Regions from separate parts of the Ovis aries genome. Here region 1 is linked to region 2. A link is a contact called in public Hi-C data. All regions are on one chromosome and are shown on one strand. Each heading gives the region's core, a stretch centred on a gene start, on an enhancer-like site or on the middle of the called end of the contact. The rest is flanking DNA. Distances are from core to core; before and after follow the strand shown.

Region 1 (6,479 bases), core at 216-2,715, 180 kb after region 2:
GGCAGCTTGAAGGACATGAGAGTCAGGCCTGCCTGCCTCGGTTTCCTTTCAAAGTCAAAGACACCCCCAAACTCTGGCTCCCAGGCCAACAAGACCCTGGACCGCCCCCTGCCCCCACAGTCTCCTTCTCCCCACCCCAGGCTGGCCTGGGGAGTGATGGCCCCATTTTTGAACACCCCCAGGTAGAGAGACTCTAAGACCTAGTGTCCGAGATGCTGTGGAGTGCATGCTGACCTTGGAGGTTTCTTCCAGAAGATTCTGAGCCCACACGTCAGGTGCTGAGGGTTTCCCAGCACCGTCCGTGGACCGCCACCCTATGAGCTGGGAGGTGGCATGGACCCAGTTTTCACTGTGGATTTCGACCAAGGCATGCGCACCCACGGGGGTGCTTAATGCTCACCCAAGGAAGCAAGAGGCGCCCACGGGAGCCTCTGGTTCAGGACACTTGTTCCCAGGGTGCGGCTGGGCACTCCCTGGGCCCACGTCTCCTCTCTGCCTGTGGTCACCACGTGCACCACCCTGCAGCCCTGAAGAGGAGTAACCCTCCATCTGATGACGCTTTGCTTCCCAAATGATCCAATTCTTTGTTTAGGGGGAGACCCCCCGGAGACCCTGGGCCTGAAAGGCTGTGGGTGACGCATTGAAGGTCTTTGGTATTAAAGACATCTTTGCTTCCTGAGCTGTCCCTTGCCACCCAGGCTGACACCTGGTTGGATCCAGCACAGGATACCATCCTGCTTGCTTCTCCTGGGTACACCAGCTACAGAAGACAGCTACGCCAGCCTAGCCCAGCCCCTATAAATCAGCAAGACTTCCGCTCTGCCTCCTAGGCCCCCCTTTTCAGCACCTCGCCCAGGTGGGTCCCACCAGTCTCCACTAGCAGTACCCCATCTTTCCGGACAGCTCTCTGCCCTGGCTCAGCTCATACCCACAACTAAGATTCTAGAGGCTTCCTCCAGGGACCTGCTGTTTCCTTCATCACCACCTTAAAATTTCAAAATAGATTAAACCTTCTGGATATTTTTTCCAGTTTTACCAAGAAACTCCGTTTTTAAAGCAACAGCCCACATCCGCTCTAAAATCTGCATCCTCTTCAGTGGAGACCACACGGGTGAACGGAACACTTCACTTCGAGGCTGATCTATGTCGGGGGCTCCTTGCCCTGCAGAGGCGCCCAGAGTCAAAACCACATGCTCGCCCTGTTCTGTCTCCAGGCAGAGAAGGCCCGGTGTGGGGACCAGGACCCTGTCTGTGCCAACTGGGCTGAAATCCCCGCAGAGGAGATTTCAGCTCCCCGGGCTGGGGGCTGAGAGAGCCAGTGGGCAGGTTCCTTGGAGCCTTTCTTCTGGGGGGTGGTTTGGAACCACTCTTGCCTTTTCTCTCTCCCACTGGGGCTCTGCTGGAGCAAAGAGAGAAGAACAGGACCGGCAACCCTTCCTCGGCAGGGAGACACACACAAATGCCAAACACAGGCCCTCAACCAAAGAGGCTTGTTTCCCTTCCCTTCTCTGTCCTGAGCTCCCCGCCAACACACACACCCACACCCCGGAAACTCTGGATACAACTGCCAACAAAAAACAAAACTGCCTCTTGCGTGTACACAGACGACGCCCCGCTTTCCGGACCCGACCTTGCATGTTGGCTTTAAAAGAATTATGGTGACAGTGATAAGGATGGGGTGATTCTGAGTGGTTTTCCCGTTGGATGATGGATTTGGGTGGGGGGAGATGGAGAGTGATACAAATGCATGTTTGCCATGAGTCTCCCTACAGCACCTTGTGGCCTGGGTGACTTAACGGGTCTCAAAAGCGGGGCTTTTTCAAAGCCCCATTGATTTTTGTCTCAGCTGAAGCAGCTGCGTGGCTCTGAGTTTTGGACAGAGTCTGGCTGCTGCTCAATTATTCCGGTCACTCCCGGGTGCAGAGACACGGCCATCATTCTAGAACGTGGTCAGATTTTTCAGAGCTCGATTCTGATACCAGCCTCTGAGGGAGGCTCAGTGGTGGCGACCCAGACTCTCTCGCCAGGGCAAACTTTCCTGTTTAAAAGGTTATTTAAGACAGAAGCTGAGCCAAGAACCTTGGGACAAACAATGATTTCAGAAATTCTGGCAAAACCCAGGAGCTGCTTCTGCTTGGGAGCTTCACAGAAACGAAGGACAGCATTACGGGTCAGCCCTTTCTCCAACCACGACTGCTGGCGTGAGAACAGGGATGGGCCGGGGCTCCAGATTCATTATTCTTCAAGATAAAACGTGCTTCAGATTCTGTATCCTCAAGGAGACCAAGGAGGGGAAGAAAGCCTCTAACCCCGTTCCCTTAATAGCTCTGCTATTTGGAAATTTGTTTGGCAACATATGGGCTTGCTCTTGTAAACTCCCCTTTTAATAATAAAACAACAGATGGTCGAGGAGATCTCTCCTCGGAGCTCTCCAGGTCTTAATGGGATGCTGACGGTAGGGGCAGGGCTGGGTCCCCGCCGCGTCCCCCGCCACGCGGCACCTTGGCTGCAGCGAGAGCTCACAGCCAGCCCTGGCGACTGCTATTTAAAAACCCGAGCAATTTTCTGGTGCGTGCACCAGGTTGCTTTCCCCTGTCTGATTGATTGAGGCTGTTTGTCAAGCGCTGCCACCGAGTCGCTAAAAAGAAAGGTACCCTGGGGAGTGGCTAAGGATCTTGATGCAAAACTTCTAATCTGTTTTCTTGCAACTTGTACTTCAAAAAGGGCTGGTGCTGCAGAAGCCTTTGTCTGCCTCTGGCCCTCGGAGCACCTACTTGTTCCTGCGAAAGCACCGGGGACAATTAGTCAGGTAATTAGGGGCAGAGAACAGCCTCGCTCACAGCCCCGTCTGAGTGACACACACCGCAGAGGTGCCAATCTGAGCGGGAAACGGAGGGGCACTGGTGTCCTCCCGCTGGGTAGCCTGGGGTGGGGTGGGGGGCGGGGTGACCTGAGAGATGCTCAGTCCTGGCGAGGACCACAGTTAGTTCTGTGGGGCTGGCCCAGGGAACAGGTGCTGGGGGAGGGCACCAGGGCTGAGGTTTGGTCCCCAGGCACGGGTACCAGCCCCAGTCTCGAACCTCTGGAGGGACATGCCTGGGGGGGCAGTGGACGAGGGCCGGGGTGATGGCAGAGTCCGGCCTTACCTTCGCGTACTCCATCAGATCGTTGCGGCCCTGGAAGCGGTTATAGAACTCGGGCATCCTCCAGGGAGCGATGACCTGGACACGAGACAAGGAGTCAGGCCTGCTGATTCCTCCAGGCGCTGAAGCTGCAGAGCCACCTTCTCTGATAAGGGGCCTGAGGGTCCACCGGTAGCCTGGGTGGGGGGATCAGTGTAGCCCACAGGAAGGTCGGTGGGCAGGGGACCCCCTTAGGCAGGGGAAGGACATAGCCTGCCATCCCAGAGGGTGGTTTTGGAGAAAGCTTGAGTTCCATGGCAGAATGGCTGCGTGTCCCCAGGCAGGTCCCTGCCCTTCTGGATCTCAGTCTCCCCAACTGAGACGTGAGGGTTTGAACCAGACAAGCCTCAAGTTTCTCGATGCACTCCTGTCCAGAGGTCCAGGGCGCCCCCTGCTCCTGGTGACTAAAGCCACCCAGCCTGGCCCTGCGGGGGCTCAAGCACATCCTCCGACCCACCCCCCTCCTGCCACCCTCCCACCCCCCACCCCCAGGGCTGCTCTGGGTGGGGGAAAGGAAGGGAACTGGAGCATGAGTGGAGGCACAGAACTCATCCTACCAGCCTGGGGGTGGAGGGTCAGGGACAGGTCGCCCAAGAAGAGCCCCTACTCAGCCTTGAAGCCAGCCAGGCCTCTGCTCAACTGAGGGTGGGGAGGTGTCATCTAGATGGAGAAGCTGGTTTGATTTCTAGGCTGGGGGTGCTGGTGGGGCTGGGGTGGCTGTGCCCCCCACCCAAGTCCTGGAATGAGCAGAGCCTGGGCGGAGCACCCTCTGGCCTCATCCTGGTTCCCAGAGACCAGCTTGGGGCCCCATTACCAAGCCCCATTCCACCCCTGGGCTTGGCTTCTGCAGACAAAGACCCAGAAACCAGACACCCTGACCCCCCAAGTTGCTGTGGGAACAGAGAGTCGGGGTCAGGCCAGGGCCCAGGCCCACACGCCTGCAGCATCAACACGCAGCTTCTGTTTGGGGGGCTTCTCTGCCTCCTGGTGTTTGGGGTCAAAGCAGATCACTAGAGCTTACGACTGCTCACCTCTGGGCCACTCTCACCCCCTAAGCAGCTGCTGGCTGATTGGTTAAAGGGACAGAGAAAGAGGTTCCACTTAAAAGAAAAAAATGAAAGCCCTTAGGGCCCCTTGCGGACTTGGGAAGGGCACATCTTTTGTAGCTTTAGCTGGAAGTGGCCGCAAAGAAGCTTGGAGCCACGCCCACCCACACTGTCCAAAGTGGGAGCCAGGGGCCACACATGGCCTCGGAGGCCTGAACTGTGACTGGTCCCGGTTCTAAGTGGAGAGCACACAGCGGCTCTTAAAGACTTTGTACGGAAAGAATGTAAACTATTTCAACATCGATAACGTTGAATGACACCATTTTGGATATACAAGGTTCAATAAAACGTATCATTAAAATGACATTACCTGTTGTTTTTCATCTTGGTTTTTTGACGGGGCCACTAGAAAAATCGAAATAATCACCCTGGGACTCGCGTTTGCAGCGCGCAGTGAAGCTCTGCTCTGGGCTCTGTTCACTAGATGCCCAGAGGCCTGGGCCTGCTTTTCCCCCTCCCAGGAAGGAATCCAAGAACCCGGAGTCTGGTTCAGGCAGCGGAGAAGGAGGGGGCCTGAGCTGGGCGGCTCCCGCCGGGGTGGAGGGCTGTGAGCAGCCCTGAAATCAGCCCAGAATGGTCCTAGTCCGCACGTGGGAAGGTAGGCGTGGACCCGCAAGGATGCTGCTGGAAGGGTGGCCCCATCTTTCCGTCCAGTGCCTGACCCACCCAGATGCCGGGGCAGCCTCTTCAGGAAGGACGAATGGTCAGGGACAGAGTGCTGTCCCCTGCAGCTGGGGTAAGTGGAGGGAGTGCTCCATGGAAGAAGGGCACCACCCGCCACAAGGCCCCTGTCTGGGGAACCTCCCAGTGAGCCCCATGCCCTGTTCTCCCCACCCTGGGCCTCAGCTACCAGCACCTACCCTTTTAGAGGAGAGAAGCAACATCCTACCTTGATCTGGGGGGCCAGCGAGTAGCAGGTGAGCTCAAACCGGATCTGGTCGTTCCCCTGAAACATACAACAGGGGGTTTCAGGAGCCACAGAATGGGGACTGGTTGGGAGGGTTCAGGGCAGAGGCAGTGCCGGGCGACCTTCGACGGTGCCCCCTGGGTGCTCCTGTCCCGCACAGGCTCTCCCCTCCTGAACCGGGTGCTACCAAGCCGTCTAAAAGATGAACACTGGGCTTTCTTGGAGCACGCTTTCTGCCCTGGACTCGAACCCAGGTCTCCCTGAGTGCAGAGCCGAGCTGTGAGGGGACTCGAACATGCAGGATGTATACGCACAAGATGCCCACGTGATGGTGCGACTGAGACGCGACGATCGGAACCTCTGTGTGCACCGGTGTGAGGGTGCGCCGTGGCCGGTGGGGGCTGTAGGCCATGGCGTGCACAGGCACAGGTGGGTGTGCCTGGGAACGCGACAGGCCTCGCACATGGGTCATCATGTATGTCCACTCTCTGGGGGGTGGGGGGGGGGCGGCGCATATACCTGCGGGGCTGGAGGCCTGGCTCCGCTGAGACCTCAGGCAGCCTCCCTGGGGCTGCCCAGGCCTCAGCCTCTTCCTACCTGGCCTCACTGGCCCTAAGATCGAGCTCATTTCTGGGGGTTTCATGACATTGTGTCCACTGAACTGGGAGCCCCGTGTCCTCTGTGAGCCTCGGGTATCTCGTCTACACAGTAGCTGTTTGGGGGAGGGGTTGGATGCGGATGACCACCGAGGCCCTTTGCTTCTCTGCACAAACTGGTCCAGAGGTAGGAGGGGCTTGTCCAAGGGCACAGAGCCCAGCCCAAGCAGGAGCATGGGGGCCCCATTGCCCCCATCCCCCTCGGGTGAGTGGTCTACGCCCTCGAGGGGAGGAGGAGAGGGCCCAGCCCGCCAGCCCTGGAGACAATGGCTTCCAGCCACCCGCCTGCCCCCCATCAACTCGGCGGCCTGGAGGGAGGCTTAAGCACTGTGGAAATAACAGAGGGACCTCTCGCCTACTGTGAAAACTGCACGGGCGCAGCCAGGCAGCGGCGGGAATAACATGTTATTTTCCAGAGTCTTGTCAGGCGACGCGGAAATACTGGTTTCAGCCCCTCTCCTCGGAGCCAGGAGCCGAGGCTGCTCCTCTCTGATCGCTCCCCGGGCCCATGGGCTGGGCCAGACCAGCCGTCCCCATTGGCCTCCGTCTGGTCCCTCCAGTGAGGGCCTACTTTGTGCTGGCTTTTCCACGGGAGAGCCACCTGGCACCAGTGGGGGGTTTTTAACCC
Region 2 (6,101 bases), core at 1,406-3,905:
GGACAGCTGCCTTAGATGCCCCTGGGGGATGCCCAGTGAGGTGGGTGATAGAAGCAGCCACAACCCTTCACTCCACCAAAGGCATCCTTGTGTTAACAATGGTTTCCATTTGCTGAGCACTTACCACATGCCAGATCCCAAGTCATGTATTTCACTTACATCCATTGTCCCACTTAGTCCTCACAATCTCCTTAGGAGCCAAGTATCACCCCATTTGTCATTTGAGGAAGTTGAGACACACAGACATTAATTCACTTGTCCAAGTTCACCCAGCTAGTGAATGGCCAAGTAGAGTTTCAAACACAGAGCAGTGACCTCTATCTAGAACTCTCTATACCCAGCGGTCCTGAACCATGCAATAAAAAAAGACATGATAGTCATATTGATTGGAAAAAAGAATAAAACTGCCTTAATCACACACAACATTATCGTGTACACAGAGGTCCTACGTAATCTAACTTCCCAAAGCTACAAGAATGAATAAGTGAGTTTTCCAAGATTCAGGCTACAAGGTCAAGACAGTAGCAGAAGCACATACATCCGCGGTGCCAGCACCTCTGGCTGCAGCGTGTGTACTGGGTGAGGGAGCAGGTTCAGTCGCAGACGGGCAGAGTCAGGCAAAGATGAACCTGGATTTCATTCTTGGGAAAAGGGAAGCTGACAGAAGTGTTCTAAGCAAGGAAGTAATTTGATCTGTTTTTATTTCTTATTTTATTTTTGAATATCCTAAAAGACTTAATTATTTATTTTTACCCTTTGACCAGCTGGTCTATACCGCATGCCTATATGATATGCAGCAAGCCCTTCGGATTGAATCTGCGGGCTGACTGGGAGGTGGTGTATTTGTGTGCCTCTGTTGGGAGCAGGGGGACATGCACTCTTGGGAAAGGAGCCCGAGCCCCCTGCTGAAAAAGTGAACAAAGTAAGAGATTAAGCTTTGAGTATCAAGCCTCCCAGCAAGGAGTGAAAGTCACTCAGTCGTGTCCAACTCTTTGGGACACGACTGTTTGGGTTGGGACATGACTCTTTGGGACTGTAAAGCCCATGGAATTCTCCAGGCCAGAATACTGGAGTGGGTAGCCTTTCCTTTCTCCAGGGGATCTTTCCAACACAGGGATCGAACCCAAGTTTCCCACATTGCAGGCGGATTCTTTACCAGCTGAGCCACCAGAGAAGCCCCCACGTGCGTGCAGTCCTTCAGGCAGCCAATGCCTCCCTGCTCATCTTGTTATCTCTAGTGCCAGCAACGATATCGAACACAAGCACTTCAGTCTGCAATTACAGCCTGCTGCCACCAGGTGGGTTCTGGAGCAGGGGCTGTTGCCCTTCAGATCTGCCGGTTGGAACTTCATAAAATTACCTACAGAAAGCAATTTAGATTTTTGATCAAGGGCCGGCCCACTGACTTTTATGAAGTCTGACAATGCCGTTGCAGTGAGAGGAGGGGAAGGCCAGGGGCCATCAGAGGCATCGGAAAACGTCTCTCGAGGAATCAAAGGCGAAGAAAGATTTCTAACGGGATGAAGCGGAAGAGTACGAAGAGTGATGTCCCCACTGGCACCAAAGACATCAGTTCCCGAAGTACTGGGTCTTTGGGAATACCTGAAGCTCCAAATGGGCATGGCCTGTATGTACAAGTGTGAATTCCAGCATCTTCAGGGGTGTGTGTGTGTGTGTGTACACAGCTAGAATACACAGAGAGGTGAGCCTGATGGATGCCAGCAGGTTGGAAGGGTGACAGCCTCACGGCTGTTACATGCTGGGGCACAGGCATGAACTCACACTTCCCAGTTTGTGCACCTTCTCCTGGCCAGGAGGTCCTGGAGAGGACAGCCAGGGCCTGGCTCTACACTGATGACCTCCCTGCTCTTTGTTGTTCCTGAAGGAGGGTCTGGAAATGGGCACCAGAGCGTTTTGAAATTCTGGGCATTGGGAGGGTACTTGATGTCCATCTTGGTCCACCTGCACAGGCTGCATGGATTCCTTCAAGCTGTCCATGAAAATTAATTAAAAAAGCAGCGAAGATTTGGGGGCAGTAACAAAGCAAGACACTGATATTTGAGAGTCAGCTGGGAACTAGGAGGAATCTGCCCAGCGCCTTGTGAGCCTTGACTGCTTTATACTGTGGCCTTCTCTCTGGGGAGCTGATGCCCCAGCTGCGACAAGGATGGTTATTTTAAAAACCAGTAGGTGAAACAACTCTTCCTGCCCGCTCTCCAACTCCTAGGTATTTTCCACATTCCCCTTTCATGCAGACAAAAGCGTCGACCCATTCAGATGCTAAGTGGTAAATGTTCCAAGTAAATTTTATTTTAGAATACAAGAGAGGTACAAATGTATTTACAGTTCTACATGTACAATCAAATAATATATATCACAGGTTCGTAAATATCATTTAAGATAAGTATATACAAAGTTAAAGTGACCGTTTTCTGGAAGTAGAGCACAGGTTCTTGAAAACTCTATACATTTTATACTTTTCATCATTATAGTTTATTTTACAAAACGCCCTAGGCGGGATTCTAGTAAATGACTGCAAGGTGGGAAAGGCGACACTAGAGGGCGCCCATGGCCCGGACCGTGGGGAAACCGGACGGAGCCAAGGGCGGAACCTCCTGACATCCCGCACCGCTCGGAGATGCTTTCCGGGCCGAAAAGCCAGTCTTGGCCTCCTGGTGCCGGAGGGTGGTGAGGAGGGCCCCGCATCCCCTTTCCAAGCTTGACGTTAGAGCTGAAGGCGAGGTGGCGTTGGTCCAATTCTCTCATTTTACAGATGGGGATAGGGGAAGCGTAGGCCCAAAGAGAGGCAGGCCTTATCCCAGGGAGTGGACTTCTATTTTGCCTTGGTGCGTGCTTAAGCCGCTTCAGTCGTGTCCTACTCTTTGCACTCCTCTGTCCATGGGATTCTCCAGGCAAGAATACTGGAGTGGGTTGCTGTGCCCTCCTCCAGGGATCTTCCCCACCCAGGGATCGAAGCTGGTCTCCTGCATGGCAGGCAGATTCTTCACCGCTGAGCCACCGCGGTTTTGCCTTCCTTCTCAGCCTGTTTGGCACATTTGTGCCTTGTGTGTCCCCAGGGAGCCCATTTTGGGGTGGGGGGCAGGTGGCCCGGAGGAGAGAAGCACCCCCCACCCCATCCTCGCAGGGAAGGGCAGGTCTCTCCGGCCTCCTCTGGCTGCCCCTGAGCCCGCCAGCCCCCAGCTCTCAAGGAGGGGGCGACACTGCAGGATAGCAGTCCCTGAGGAGGGAGGAGAGAGATGGCGCGTGCCAGCCCCGCTGTGCCCACCCTGGGACAGGGAGGTCGCTCTCCATTCCCAGCACGCGGCTCTCTGTGAGGGTGGTGGGAGTCTGCCTTTCCCCTCCCCCTCGCTGAGGACCCTCGGAGGCTTTCAGTCCCCTCTCCGGCCACCCACGAGGGGGCTATATCATCCCGGTCAGCCGACTCAAGAGGCGCGCGACTCGGGGACCGTCTGAAGAAGAGGTGGCCGATGTCGGGGAGAGGGGAGGGAAGGCCTGGGAGAGGGACTTCGCCCCTCAGGGTCCTCCTGTGCGAAACTGGGGGGAAGAGAGTAAGCCTGGGCGTCATTTCTGGGGCGCGCCTACAGCCGGGGGTCGCGTCGGGACAGATGACAGCCACGTGTCGCGCGGCGGCCCGGGGAATGGGAGGCGCGGGCGCGCGGGCGCGGGGAGCGGGGACGCGCGGGCGCGGGGAGCGGGGGCGCGCACGCAGGCGCAGGTGCTCACAGCACCTTGGGCGGCAGGTGTCGCGTGGCGGCCTGGGGTCTGGGCGGCGGGGGCGCGCGGGGGTGAGCGGGGGCGCGCGGGGGAAGCGGGGCCGCGCACGCAGGCGCAGGGGCTCACAGCACCATGGCCGGCAGGTGGTGCGCGGCGGCGGCGGCGGCGGCGAGCGCGGGCGCGTGCGCGTGCGGCGCGGGCAGAGCTGGCGAGTGGGCCTGCAGCGCGGCGCTGGGCGGCCGGTGGCGCGCGCTCTTCTGGTGGGCGCGCAGGCCGGCCAGCTGGGAGTAGGCGCTCTGGCACACCTGGCACTTGTAGGGGCGCTCGCCTGTGTGCAGGCGCACGTGGTTGCGCAGCGTGGACGACTGGCTGAAGCGGCGGTTGCAAAAGCGGCAAACGAAGGGCTTGTCCAGCGTGTGGATGCGCATGTGCGAGCGCAGGTTGCTGCGCGAGTTGAAGCCGCGGTGGCAGATGACGCAGCGCATGCGGCCCGCAGTGCCCGCCGCCGAGTCCGCGGGGTGAAAGTCCTCTGGCCGCGCGGGCAGAGTCCGGGTGGGGTCGGGCAGGCGGGAAGAAGGAGAAAGAGAGAGCAGCCTCGTTAGCATCCCCGAGGCCGGCGGCTCGACACCACGCCCCACCCCCCCGTACGCCTCCCCAAGGGGCGCCCTCCCGGGGCTCAGCCGCCTCGGATCATCAATCAGTCGGGGTGACCCTTCCGCCGACTGATTGGGGGCGCCGCACAGGGGGTGGAAAGGGGCAGCGAGCGCCCTGACCTGGCATCCGTTAGGAGTTGGACTCCAGATCCATGCTGCGAGATCTCGGGGACTTAGTGACTTACCCTCTCGGGGAAGCCTCAAGTTTCTCATCCAGTACAATGAGAACCTACGTGAAGGCAGGGCACCCAAAGCCAGGTGCTTTGTGACAAGCTGGAGGGATGAGGTGGGGAGGGAGGTGGGGAGGGATGGAGGGGACACATGGATGCCCTGTGGCCCATTCATGTTGATGTAAGGCAAAAGCCATCACGGTATTGTTAAGTAATTATCCTCTGATTCAATTAAATAAGTAAATTTTGAAAAATAAGTTTTTTTAAAATGGGAACCTACTACGACCTCACGGGGATTATGCACGCTCAGCTCTCAGTCGTGTCAGACTCTTTGTGACCCCATGGACTGTAACCTGCCAGGCTCCTCTGTCTATGGTATTTTCCAGGCAAGAATACTGGAGTGAGTTGCCATTTCATCCTCCACGGGATCTTCCTGAGATAATCACAAAAAAAGCTGACATCTTCAAAGGCTACTCTGTACAGAGCACTTTACCTGCCTAAGCCTGGACTTAGGCATAAATGGTAGTAACTGTTATAACTACTCCTCTTCCCCCCCAAAACCTTTCATTAATTTATCCCACATTTATTTACTGAGTGCCATCTATGTACCTGGTGGCCTTGATGGTAAAGAATCTGCCTGCAATGCAGAAGACCTGGGTTCGATCCCTGGGTTGGGAAGATCCCCTGGAGAAGGGAATGGCAACCCACTCCAGTATTCTTGCTTGGAAAGTTCCATGGACAAAGGAGCCTGGTGGGGTACAGTCCATGGGGTTGCAAAGAGTTGGGTTTGACTGGGCAACTCACTTTTTCAACTATGTACCAGTGAACTGTACCTCACTTTTCTCATCCCCAAAATGAAAGTAATGATGACATCGTTATCATTACTTATCACAGCAAAAAGTTGCTATGAGGATCAGAAAAAAATGGTGTGTGAAGCATTAGACCAAGGGCTGGATAGACAGTAGTTCCTGAGCCTCAGAGTCGTCCTTTAAAAATAAAAATGACCAAATATCACAAAGGTTTTATGAGGACCCAAGTGGGATGATACCTGTAAAAGGTTAAGCCAAATACTTGGCAGGAAATAGGTCTGGAGCGAATGGTCTCTACCATGATGATCAGTGCTGCCCCCACCCCGCCCCACCGCCCAACAAGCACACACACGTGCACACACACTGCTCAGCCTTCATTCAACAGATGCATGCTGAGCACCTACTCTGTGCCAGGTCCAGCACCATGGACAGAGCTGGGAGGGCACTTAGACATCATCTTGCCCAACAAACATCCTTCTTTTAGAGGTCGGGAAACCGAGCGCAGAGCCATTTCCCACAATTGCACAGCAGAACTGGAATTCAATCCAGTGTCCTTACTGCCTGGCCCCTTGCTCCTCTGCCACACCCTGCTTCTCCCTCCACCCAATCTGCCCCCAGACAGTCTGTTTTGTCCAGAATCAGAACTGTCTTCCATCCATGCCTGGACCATGGCAGTGGCTCCAGGGGCATCAGCCTCCTTAAACCAGGAAGTGCCTTGTGCTTGACACTGCTGG

What was found. A called contact is a pair of places that touch in the nucleus more often than the background predicts.
Region 1: a contact with region 2 is called in a Hi-C map of hypothalamus, with 6 times the contacts expected there. The contact joins two enhancer-like sites. A contact is called at or near these places in 12 of 16 Hi-C or Micro-C datasets (blood, hypothalamus, liver and 7 more).

The regions. Positions count from the first base shown.
Region 1 is chr3:6,119,661-6,126,139 of ARS-UI_Ramb_v3.0, forward strand. ASS1 (argininosuccinate synthase 1) reads right to left here. Exons shown (of 15, transcript XM_042245529.1): 5 at 5,178-5,234; 6 at 3,147-3,221. Among named protein-coding and RNA genes, the nearest start is that of ASS1, 21 kb to the right of the region's middle. Within about 2 kb of position 1,466, at least 3 of the 54 cell types and tissues checked have an H3K27ac peak or open chromatin away from gene starts, as enhancers often do. A contact at or near this core is called in hypothalamus, where this site is marked.
Region 2 is chr3:5,941,861-5,947,961 of ARS-UI_Ramb_v3.0, forward strand. PRDM12 (PR/SET domain 12) reads right to left here. Exons shown (of 5, transcript XM_027968320.2): 5 at 3,858-4,264. The coding sequence ends at 3,858. Among named protein-coding and RNA genes, the nearest start is that of EXOSC2, 8.4 kb to the left of the region's middle. Within about 2 kb of position 2,656, at least 6 of the 54 cell types and tissues checked have an H3K27ac peak or open chromatin away from gene starts, as enhancers often do. A contact at or near this core is called in hypothalamus, where this site is marked.